2 separate regions of the Triticum aestivum genome follow, and region 1 is linked to region 2. The links are chromatin contacts, called in public Hi-C maps. All regions are on one chromosome and are shown on one strand. The core of a region is the stretch at or near the end of the contact, and the rest is flanking DNA. Distances in the headings are between cores, read along the strand shown. Region 1 holds the start of LOC123110914. Region 2 has its middle 5.9 kb from the start of LOC123110912.

What was found. A called contact is a pair of places that touch in the nucleus more often than the background predicts.
Region 1: a contact with region 2 is called in a Hi-C map of leaf, with 2.8 times the contacts expected there. The contact joins the promoter of LOC123110914 here to the enhancer-like site in region 2. A contact is called at or near these places in 2 of 5 Hi-C or Micro-C datasets (both in leaf).

The regions. Positions count from the first base shown.
Region 1 is chr5B:162,012,524-162,017,202 of IWGSC CS RefSeq v2.1, forward strand. LOC123110914 reads right to left here and starts at 1,668. Exons shown (of 9, transcript XM_044531553.1): 1 at 1,558-1,668; 2 at 1-551. The coding sequence starts at 511.
Region 2 is chr5B:161,790,550-161,795,799 of IWGSC CS RefSeq v2.1, forward strand. No RefSeq gene overlaps it. Among protein-coding and RNA genes, the nearest start is that of LOC123110912, 5.9 kb to the right of the region's middle. Within about 2 kb of position 2,867, at least 2 of the 8 cell types and tissues checked have an H3K27ac peak or open chromatin away from gene starts, as enhancers often do. A contact at or near this core is called in leaf, where this site is marked.

The DNA.
Region 1 (4,679 bases), core at 418-2,917, 220 kb after region 2:
CTCTCGAGGAAACACTTGAGCTGTCCCCATCCAATGGCTGGATTCGAAGATAAACCATAGGATGTGCATTACTTTTAAAGCTTCTCTTCGAGTTGAGAGGCACCGGAACAACAGTGTCCTCAAGAAACAGTGCATGTTCTGCCAAGTCTAGTGTTGCAGTTCCCAAATGTTGCCCCTTCAGCTTATCCCTCCTTGGTTCATATAAATTCAACTCAAGCAAGTTCTTTTGCCACTTTCCACTTTTCGATGAGCCCTCCTTCTGAAAAACAACCTGTATGCTTATGAACTCGTTAAATTCGATCTTCCCCGCTGTGGAACCTGAGCAGACTGAAGGTGCAACGGTGTTTGTCTTCCCTGAATTGCGCTCACCATTTTCCCAAAAAAGAACCGCAGAACGCAAAGACTTGAGGGATTCAGAAGGGGGCCATGGGCTTATCTCCTGGATGAAGATGTTGAAGTCTACATGGATGGCAGCATCCTTCTTTGTCTTAGTACGGAGGCCCAGCACCATTGCTCAAACACTAGAACCTGATGGAGCTTATGGATGGTATCTGAAGATGAAAACCTCTCATAAATACAACTGATGGCACCATAAATAAAAGACAAAGAGTCTGTTATGCTGATGATGAATATATTCTCTGTGGAAAATCGACAAAAGATGCATGTGAAATTATATGCACTTAGTCAAAATTTATGAGAAATGACATTACAAGAAAAACTAGTTTGCAACACTGTATCACGGGAATAACACCAGGCGATCAAGATTTAGGTAAAAACTGTAGAAGCCACCCTAAAACGGCATTTTAAGCAAGATCTCTAAAACTGCACTTTTGCCAAGACCCCTGAAACAGAATACGTACTAATCAAACAAGACAACGATTGACGGAGGAAACAAAAACGGCGCAATATTAGACGACAGAAACAAAATGCATTTCGCGTTCCACATCACAGCAATTTAACTATACTAGAATAAAATCAGGTAAGACGGGAAATCTATGCTACCAGCACGGTGAGATCTGAGAAAGAATATGGCTTTGACCAAACTGTGGCAAGCACCCCATGTTCAAAGTTTCAACATTTAGCTGGTAACATAGAGAGACGGGTTCGCCAAAAACAAGTTGGACAAAGAAGCATCAAGGAACCGTATGGAGAAATGGGCGCCTTTTCAAGGTAGAAAAGACGGGAAACTTATCTACAGTAACACCTAGATCGAAGTATAAGCGCTCTAGAAGCAAAACAAACACAAGCTACAACCCCGCTACCAAATTACTCCTCGGTACGACAGCATTGAATGCATATTAAATTTCCCAAAAACAAGAATGCAAATTAAATGCTAAAATGTCTCAACACCGAGTTCGGTAAGAAAACAAGGTAATAGTAAGAAATCAAACAAGTCAACCGAAGAGGTATATAGAGATAGAGCGCGCGCGCAAGCACCTGATTCTACCAGGGGGGGATCCAAACGCAATGCAAGGAGCCGAAAGCGATTGATGGAAAGAGAGAAAGAGGGGTAGAGAAAGAGGGGTATATAGAGAAGAAATGGGAGGAGCTGCTCACGTTGGAATGATTGGCTGCGTGATTGAGTTCGTGGGCACGCAGTAGTGGCTGTCGGTGGGGTGGGGGAAGAAAAAGCACTCGCGACATAAGATGCCGGCCCTCCTCGAGCTGGGGAGGTCCTATATGACGCGTTATGCGTCAAAACGCTGCCCTTTCACACAGGCACGTTGTCGCGGTGCGCCGATTGGGCCGGCCCATTGCAGTGCACCAAAAATAGCAGGTGAAAAATTGTAAAAATCTACAGGACGCGATGGATGGGAATCGACCACAGGACTTACGACTTATGTGCGCACTAGCCACGACGACAGAAGGGCTCGATTGACCAATATACAGCAGAAAGCTATAAGAACTAAAGAAACTATAAGACTTAACACTGTTTGTAAAAAATCCTTTACGATTTTCCAAATTTTAATTAAATTTTGAACGTATGATTTCGTTTTGATAAGAGCAAACAATTTTGTGATATCACGAACAAATTTTAAATTTCTGAAATGTTTTCGGAAACATGAACATTTTCAGAATTTGTGAACAATTTTCTAAAGCAAAAACATTTTTTAAAGTTTGAGAAAAAAAAATTTGAAATGGAGAACAATTTCTGAAATCCTGAACAAATATGGAAGCACAAACATTTTTTGAAAAATGAACATTTTCAGAATTAGTGAACAATTTTCTAAGGCAAGAACATTTTTTAAAATTTGAGAACAAATTTTGAAACGGAGAACAATTTAGAAAATCTTGAACAAATATGGAAGCACAAACTTTTTTGAAAACATGAACATTTTCAGAAATTGTAAACAATTTTCTAAAGCAAGAACATTTTTTTAAATTTGAGAACAAATTTTGAAACGAAGAACAATTTCGAAAGTCCTGAACAAATACGGAAGCAGAAACATTTCTTGAAAACATGAACATTTTCTGAATTTTTGAACAATTTTCTAAAGCAAGAACATTTTTTAAAATTTGAGAACACATTTTGAAACGAAGAACAATTTCAAAAATTCTGAACAAATATGGAAGCACAAACATTTTTTAAATATGTGAACAAAAATTTGAAAACCAGATATTTTTCTGATATATTTGAACAAATTTTGTAAAACACGAACATTTTTTACAGACAATGTAGTCTTTTATTTGAAAATATACTAGCATTTGTAGGAAAGGCAAACAAATTTAAAAAAACGAACATTTTTATTTTTGAATTTTTTTTAAATATGCGAACATTTTTAAAATTTTGAGAATAATTAAACTTCGGAATAATTTTCAGAAATGTGAACAAATTTTAAACATTTTTATGAAGAATGCAGGATAAAATAAAAAACAAATGGAGAAACTAAAAAAGAAATAACAAAGAAAAGGAAAGAGAACAAGGAAAAAAGAAAAAAAATAGAAAAAAAAACCAAAAAAACAGAACAAGGAAAAAACCCGGTTCAGGAACCTTCTAGACGTTTCCCAAAACCAGAAAAAATCGGCTGGAAACCTCTAGAAGGTTCGCAAAACCAGGGACGATGAAAGCTTAACCGGGTCGGCCCAGTCGAACCATCGCTCGGTCTCCCCCTATGCGAAACATCGACAGTATGACGCATCGTGCGTCCAATAGGAAATTCCCTCGAGCTGGGAGGAGCAAAAAAAGAGTGACCGGTTGACGCCGGTCGGTCGGCCCAATTTTCAGCCGGTCACCATGCACGTCGTCCGATTTGATCGTGTCTGGCCGTCAGATCATGGTCTGGAATCATTTTCTTTAAAAAAATCAGATCCAACAAAAGCAGAGGGAAACAAAAAGCAATGGCCGCTGCCCTCATGACGTGCGTTTCTCGATGGCTTCATGCATGCAACAATGTGCATGGTGCACCCGTGGCTGCAAATCTGGCGAAGTTGGTCGTAGCTGCAATGGGTGGCGACGGCCACCGGCCGCAGCACCCGTCGTTGAGATCACGTTGTACCTCACCCTCAATTTGCTGATCGCAGCAAAATATTCTGCTGATTGTAGCGAAAAATTCATGATGATTCTATCAAATACCAAATAAAGTTGGTAGCAAAGTTGGAAAATCGGCGTTGTTCCAACAAACCAAAAATCCATTGTGGTAGCAAAAATTGGAGCTTGTTCCAGCAAACAAAAACCCTAGTGGTATCTAAAATGCAAAATTGAACATGGTTCTAGAAAAAACAAAAAGGCGGTGGTAGCAAAATTTGATGCTGGTTCTAGCAAACCACAAAAACATGATAGTAAAAATGCAAAATATGGCACACTAGTACCCTAGTTCTAGCTTCTAGTGGTGCCCGTTGTAGCACCATGAATGCCGGTTGCAGCTTCTCGCCACCCATGGTCGCCAGCAGAGGTTGTCTCCATCTCCAGCATCTGCTCTCACCGTCACGGTGCTCGTCGGTCGTTGTCGTGGCGATTGCAACATTAGAGTCGCCTCCGTGTAGCTTTGGCCATCGCCAGTCGCAACATCCACACACATCAAAAAAGGTCGTCGTGCCTAGAAGTTTTGTAGCTCCCTGGACTTGAGGTGCAACTCCCTCGTGGCGGTTGCAGCTTCTGGCTAGATGGGCGCAACATTTGATGAGTGTCGCAGGGCAGTGGTGGTATTCGGGCGAGGCGCCGGCGGCAGGGGCAGCGGTGGTGGTCGTTATGTGCTGCGAGATGGAGACGGTGTTGAGGAGATGACAATGGGGGAAGGAACGAGTGGTAGAGGCCAGAGAGAAAGAGATAAGGATGAGGGAGAAAAGCGGCCGAGAGGGTCCACGGGACACGCGGCGTGCGATGAAACATAGCTAGCGCGAAGCGACTGGCAAAATGTTTGACCGGCTGGCCGTTGTTTAACGTTTCCCAAAAAAAGTTAATTATCTGGGGTACACAATCTTGCATCGCCATAATGAATTCATACAGGAACAATAAAACCCCATAAAATGGTACACCAACTCTAGTGTTGTAACATATACATACAAAAGATTTCGAATCAAGACGGGTCGGCTGCCACGTACAAAGGGGCACGTGCCCTCATTTGGAGAGTTTGCAAAAAACGCGAGTGGTGCAGTATTTGCTTTATGTGGTCCTCACATTCGTTGCCGCGTGATGTTATGCAAAAAGCCCCCTGACTTGTTGTATTAGTATCATGGTA
Region 2 (5,250 bases), core at 1,617-4,116:
TTCTATTACTTATTGCACTTATTTGAGTCTCACCGAGATGATGCAATCGTAATCGATACCACCGAAGCGAGGTTTTGCCCTACCATTGCACATCGATCGCTCCGAGTTGTTTCCAGTCAGTCCCACCGAGAACTCCAACGTTCATATCTTTTACAAAGGTCGTTGCCACCGACTAGGGTCAAAACTGTGTAACGATTGGATTTTTTATGGAGGATATATATACCCCTCCACCCCCTCTTATTCTGTAAGAGAGCCATCAGAACGTGTCTACACTTCCACTACTCATTTTCTGAGAGAGAACCACCTACTCATGTGTTGAGATCAATAGTTTCCATTCCTACCATTTGAACCTTGATTTCTAGCCTTCCCCAAGTTGTTTTCCACTCAAATCCTTCTTCCACCATAGCCAAATCTGTGAGAGGGAGTTTTTTTTAAGCAGCACTACGTATTCATTGAAAAACTTTGGTACACAGATTACATATGTAGACACCCTTACAGAAAAACAAAGAGACATAAGACCTGAAGACTTGCACAAAGGATCCCAAATCAAGAAATGTAACAACACAATCAATGGAGATCCATGCGCCTTGCCTAACCGTCATCTCCAAACGGACTCCATCGCCGCCGCCATAGCTCTGCGAGAGAAAGATGGAAACTGCCACCACACCTTGATCAGGAAGATCACCATCGCAGACTAAGCTGCTTTTTGAGCCGATGAAATGACCCGCCGCACACGACAACATAGAGAAGTCTTTGTGGCGCGTCAGCCGAGGATCATCCTCATGTCCACCTGATCCGGACATTGTCGACTTGAACCAATGCGATCGGTGAAGATGGACGTCGTTGCACACTGCCATTCGCACATCCCGCTTCAAATCCTCCGCACACTCTATCATGGCCGCTCCCGTCACCATGGGTGACAAGAAACACCAGCCGACACAACCTAAAATCGCCAGATCTGGAGCCTGACGAGAAGAAGAGGCTACCTACTTCCCAGCATCATCGATTGGAAGAATGTCGGGGTGGGGAAGAAACCAAGCCAAATTATTCTGACGCGGCGTCGATCCTACCACCGATGCGACACCTCTGTGAAAACTAAAGCCCGTACTAACTACTCTTTAGAACAACAGCGTCGGGGTCCCCTCCCCACTCCCGTCTCCGAAGCGACTGTCGAAGAGGCAGAGAACCCATGGCCACGCCGACGGAGATGCGGGTAGAAGGGTTGCCTCCCAAATCGCCTTTCCCGGGAGAGAAAGAGGAACGTGGGGCGAACCGCTGCTCTAATTGATCATTCTGTGAGAGAGAATTGAGTGTTGGGGAGACTATCATTTGAAGCACAAGAGTAAGAAGTTCATCATCATCATATCGTCTATTACCTTTTAGAGAGTGGTGTCTCCTAAATTGGTTAGGTGTCGATTGGGAGCCTTCGGCGTGATGTGGAATTTAACCAAGAAGTTTGTAAGGTCAAGGAGATCGCCTACTTGGTGAAGATCTACCCGAGTGAGGCAAGTCCTTCGTGGACGATGGCCATGGTGGGATAGACAAGGTTGCTTCTTCGTGGACCCTTCGGGGGCGGAGCCCTCCGTGGACTCGCGCAACCATTACCCTTCGTGGGTTGAAGTCTTCATCAAAGTGGACGTACGATAGCACCACCTATCGGAACCACGCCAAGAATCACCATGTCCCCATTGCGTTTGCCTTCTCCACCCCCCCCCCACCCCCGCGCGCATGCGCACTTTACTTACATGTCCAATGTCTTATTTTCCGCTGGTATACTCTTAGAATTGCATGTGTAGGGTGTTGCTTGACTTGTCATAATTGTTAAAATCTGCCTACAACTAAAATTGGAAAAAGATTAGGTATCATTTGGTCAAGTAGTCTAATTACCCCCCCCCCCCCCCCCCCCAAGACATACTTTCAATCCTAGAGAGGGACACGATATAAACACGCCGCCATCGTCCGATCACACAGATCTAGGGTTTCCCCTGAAACTGCTTAAATGAAGGGCCAAGATCATCACCTCTACGATGCCATCACGAAGGGAACAGCGCGCAAGAGTGTGTCATCATCGGCTCTGGCCATGACTGGAGACAAGGCTTTCGCCTGGATCAACCTCGCAAGCCTCACACCATGCATCAACTAGTCGACCAACAAGCAATCACGGGATGATTCATGCATGCCTGGACCACCATCTCGTCGAATCTGGGTCAAGCTCTGGTTGTCCGCAGAAGAGAGCTCGAGACTGCAACCCCTTGGAACCACTACCCGCATCGTGCTAGAGCGGCACAAACTGTCTTGCCACCAGAAGACCGGAAGTCGCCGCACGTATCCAACGAACAAGACACCTTCCATTTGTCGCGTACACAGCACCGCAGCTGTGACCATGGACGCCAGATCGCTGAAGCAAAGAAGCCGCCACTCGCCGGATCTGGGTCAAGCTCTGCTTGTCCGCAAAAGAGAGCTCGAGGCCGCAACCCTTTGGAACCACTACCCGCGTCATGCTAGAGCAGCACAAACTGTCTAGCCACCAGGAGAGAAGTGCGCGGCCGACCAGAAGCCGCCGCACGTATCCAACGAACAGGACACCTTCTAGTCGTCGCGTACACGACACCGCAGCTGTGACCATGGACGCCAGATCGCCGAAGCAAAGAAGTCGCCACTCTCGCCGGATCTGGGCCAAGCTCTGGTTGTCCGCAGAAGAGAGCTCGAGGCCGCAGCCCCTTGGAACCAGTACCCGCGTCGTGCTGGAGCGGCACAAACTGCCTTGCCACAAGACAAGAAGTGCGCGGCGGACCGGATGCCGTCGCATGTGTCCTGACACCTTCCGTCGTCGGATACACGTCACCGCAGATGTGACCACGGACGCTAGATCGCCGAAGCAAAGCAGCCACCACGCTTGACCAGCATATGCATCCACCAAGGAGTCACACAAAGGGAGTCACACAGGGCAGCAACGCTTGACCAACACACGCATGGCACATCCACCAAGGAGCAGGCAGCCGAGCCAGACCGCGCGACGAAACACCGGCAGCCACCGGCCGCCATCAGGCTTTGCCCGACTACAAACGCCGGCAGCAGCAAGAGGAGGTGGGGGCTGCTGCCAGCGGCTAGGTTTTCCACCCGAGCTGCCCAAGGAGCAACGATGCGTTTTTCTTTGGGGGAACCTAACACCTAGGATGCACCATAGTTTTTTATAAACTACTCCCTCCGTCTCATAATGTAGTTTTAAAAAACATCTTACATTATGGGACGAAGGGAGTAGATTAGAACCCGCGCATTGCTACGGGAGCCGAGTATTTTCATGTTTCCAACATAGTATCTTGGATTGAACTAACGCCTAATATCGTAATCTGTACACACATATTTACAGGTATACTAGAAGAACGCACGTGCGTTGCAACGGGCCACATTAACTTTAAGAGTTTAATATTACGACATTGGCGATCTTTTTTACCATCAAATCCTCACACACACTCTCTCCCCCCTCCCTCTTCCTCACTCTCTCTCCATCTCTCTAACACACACATAGCCTATTCTCCCCGCCAATAAGACTTACTCAATTGGCAATAATGTGTGGACTTGTGGTGAGCTTGACTGAACTAATGAATAATGTGATATATTCCCCAATCATTTAACAATGAAATTTTAAAAATGGGAAAATTATGTAACACCTCAAGTCGTTAGCTACAGTGACCTCCCCCTAATGATGCCATGTCATCAGGCTTGCTAAGCCAAACTGCCACTTGATAAAAATCAAAGCCCAATTCAAATTTAAAATAAAGTCAAATAAATTATTTCGTCAAACAGTAAAACTGAAATGTTCACCATATTCTATAAATTCCACTGATCTTTGACATGTTGAGCCCAACATTATTTGACCCAAAAATTAAATCTTGTCAAATTAATAAGAGGTCCAACAGTAGTTAAAATAACCAATTAAATATAAACCTAATTTTATGTATTTCCTTTTGGCCCCAAACTTTTTGTGCCACCTAAAAATATTGTGCTCGAATTGTGTGCATAGTTTCACAATTAACAAAATCCATTTAGTTGATATAAGAATAAATACAAAACGGTGTTAAAAAGGAGAAACGGATTAGAATACATTAAAAACCAAAAGGACGATGAAAATGGGGATTCCCCCTACCCGGGCCTTGCCACCGAACCGGCCCAGTGGTCCAGTCCCCGCACGGTCGTCTTCTCCTGTTCCCCGAGCCCATCGCTACAGAGCCGGGCTCCCGCCCGACCACCTCGCCGGCGTCGAATGGGAATGGATAAGGGTGACGCCCTGCCTCCCCTGCCCCCATGGCCTCACTCCTCCTCGACGCCCCCTCCCAGATCCACTTCTCCTCCTCGCTCGCTCGATCCCGGTGATCTGGACGAAGTCAGATGCCACGGCCACCATGACCGACCCCGTCCACGCGGCCACTGCCCTCCGTGCTGGCTAGGAGCATGTCGAGGAGCTCCGAATGCCTCTGCTACTTCGTCTGCGCCAACGAGATCAAGTCCAGCACCCCTAGATCGACGTCGTTGCCGTCTTCCTCAACCTTCGGCCACCGCGACATTGTCGTTCGATCCGCGCAGCCCCGAGCTCCCTTGTCTTCCCCTAGGGTGCCATCGACACCGTCGTGATCTCCTCTTGCCTTTCCCCAATTTCTCCTCTCGTTTGCTCTCGTTAGGTATTTCGCCGTGGCCGAGAACCGCCATCCGTCATGGCCATTGCAGGGGTAGCCACTGAGCTCCTCGGATTGACCCCGTGGCACATGCCCGCTCCTATGCGCGCCCATGCCCGAGCCTTCAGCTCTTCTTCCGCGCCCGCGGGGACACTCCCTCTCTGGCTCTCCATGCCCACGCACGTGCCACACCGCGTCCGTCGCGCCAGCCGTTGTCATCACGCTCGCCACAGCCACCGCACCACTGTGCCCCGCGCGACGCACACCCTGGCCGCGCGTCACACTCTCGCTAGCTGCGCTCGCCCTGTCTGCTGCCGCCTATCCCTTCGCTCGCTCCGCTGTCGCGCCACTGCCTCGCGCCGCCTCCTGTCGCGGCCATCTTCTGCCGGCCGCCCCCTCAGCCACGCCGGCCGCATCTCTGCCCTCCATCGTTGGTCGCTCGCCTCGCCTGCTGCGTGCTTCTTACTGCTGCTATGCGCTGCTCTACCACTGGTACGCTGTTGCGCCATGCCCTCAACACCGTCGTGGACAAACGTGGCGGGGGAATTGTCAATGGAGTACGAGGAGGAGGTGGCGG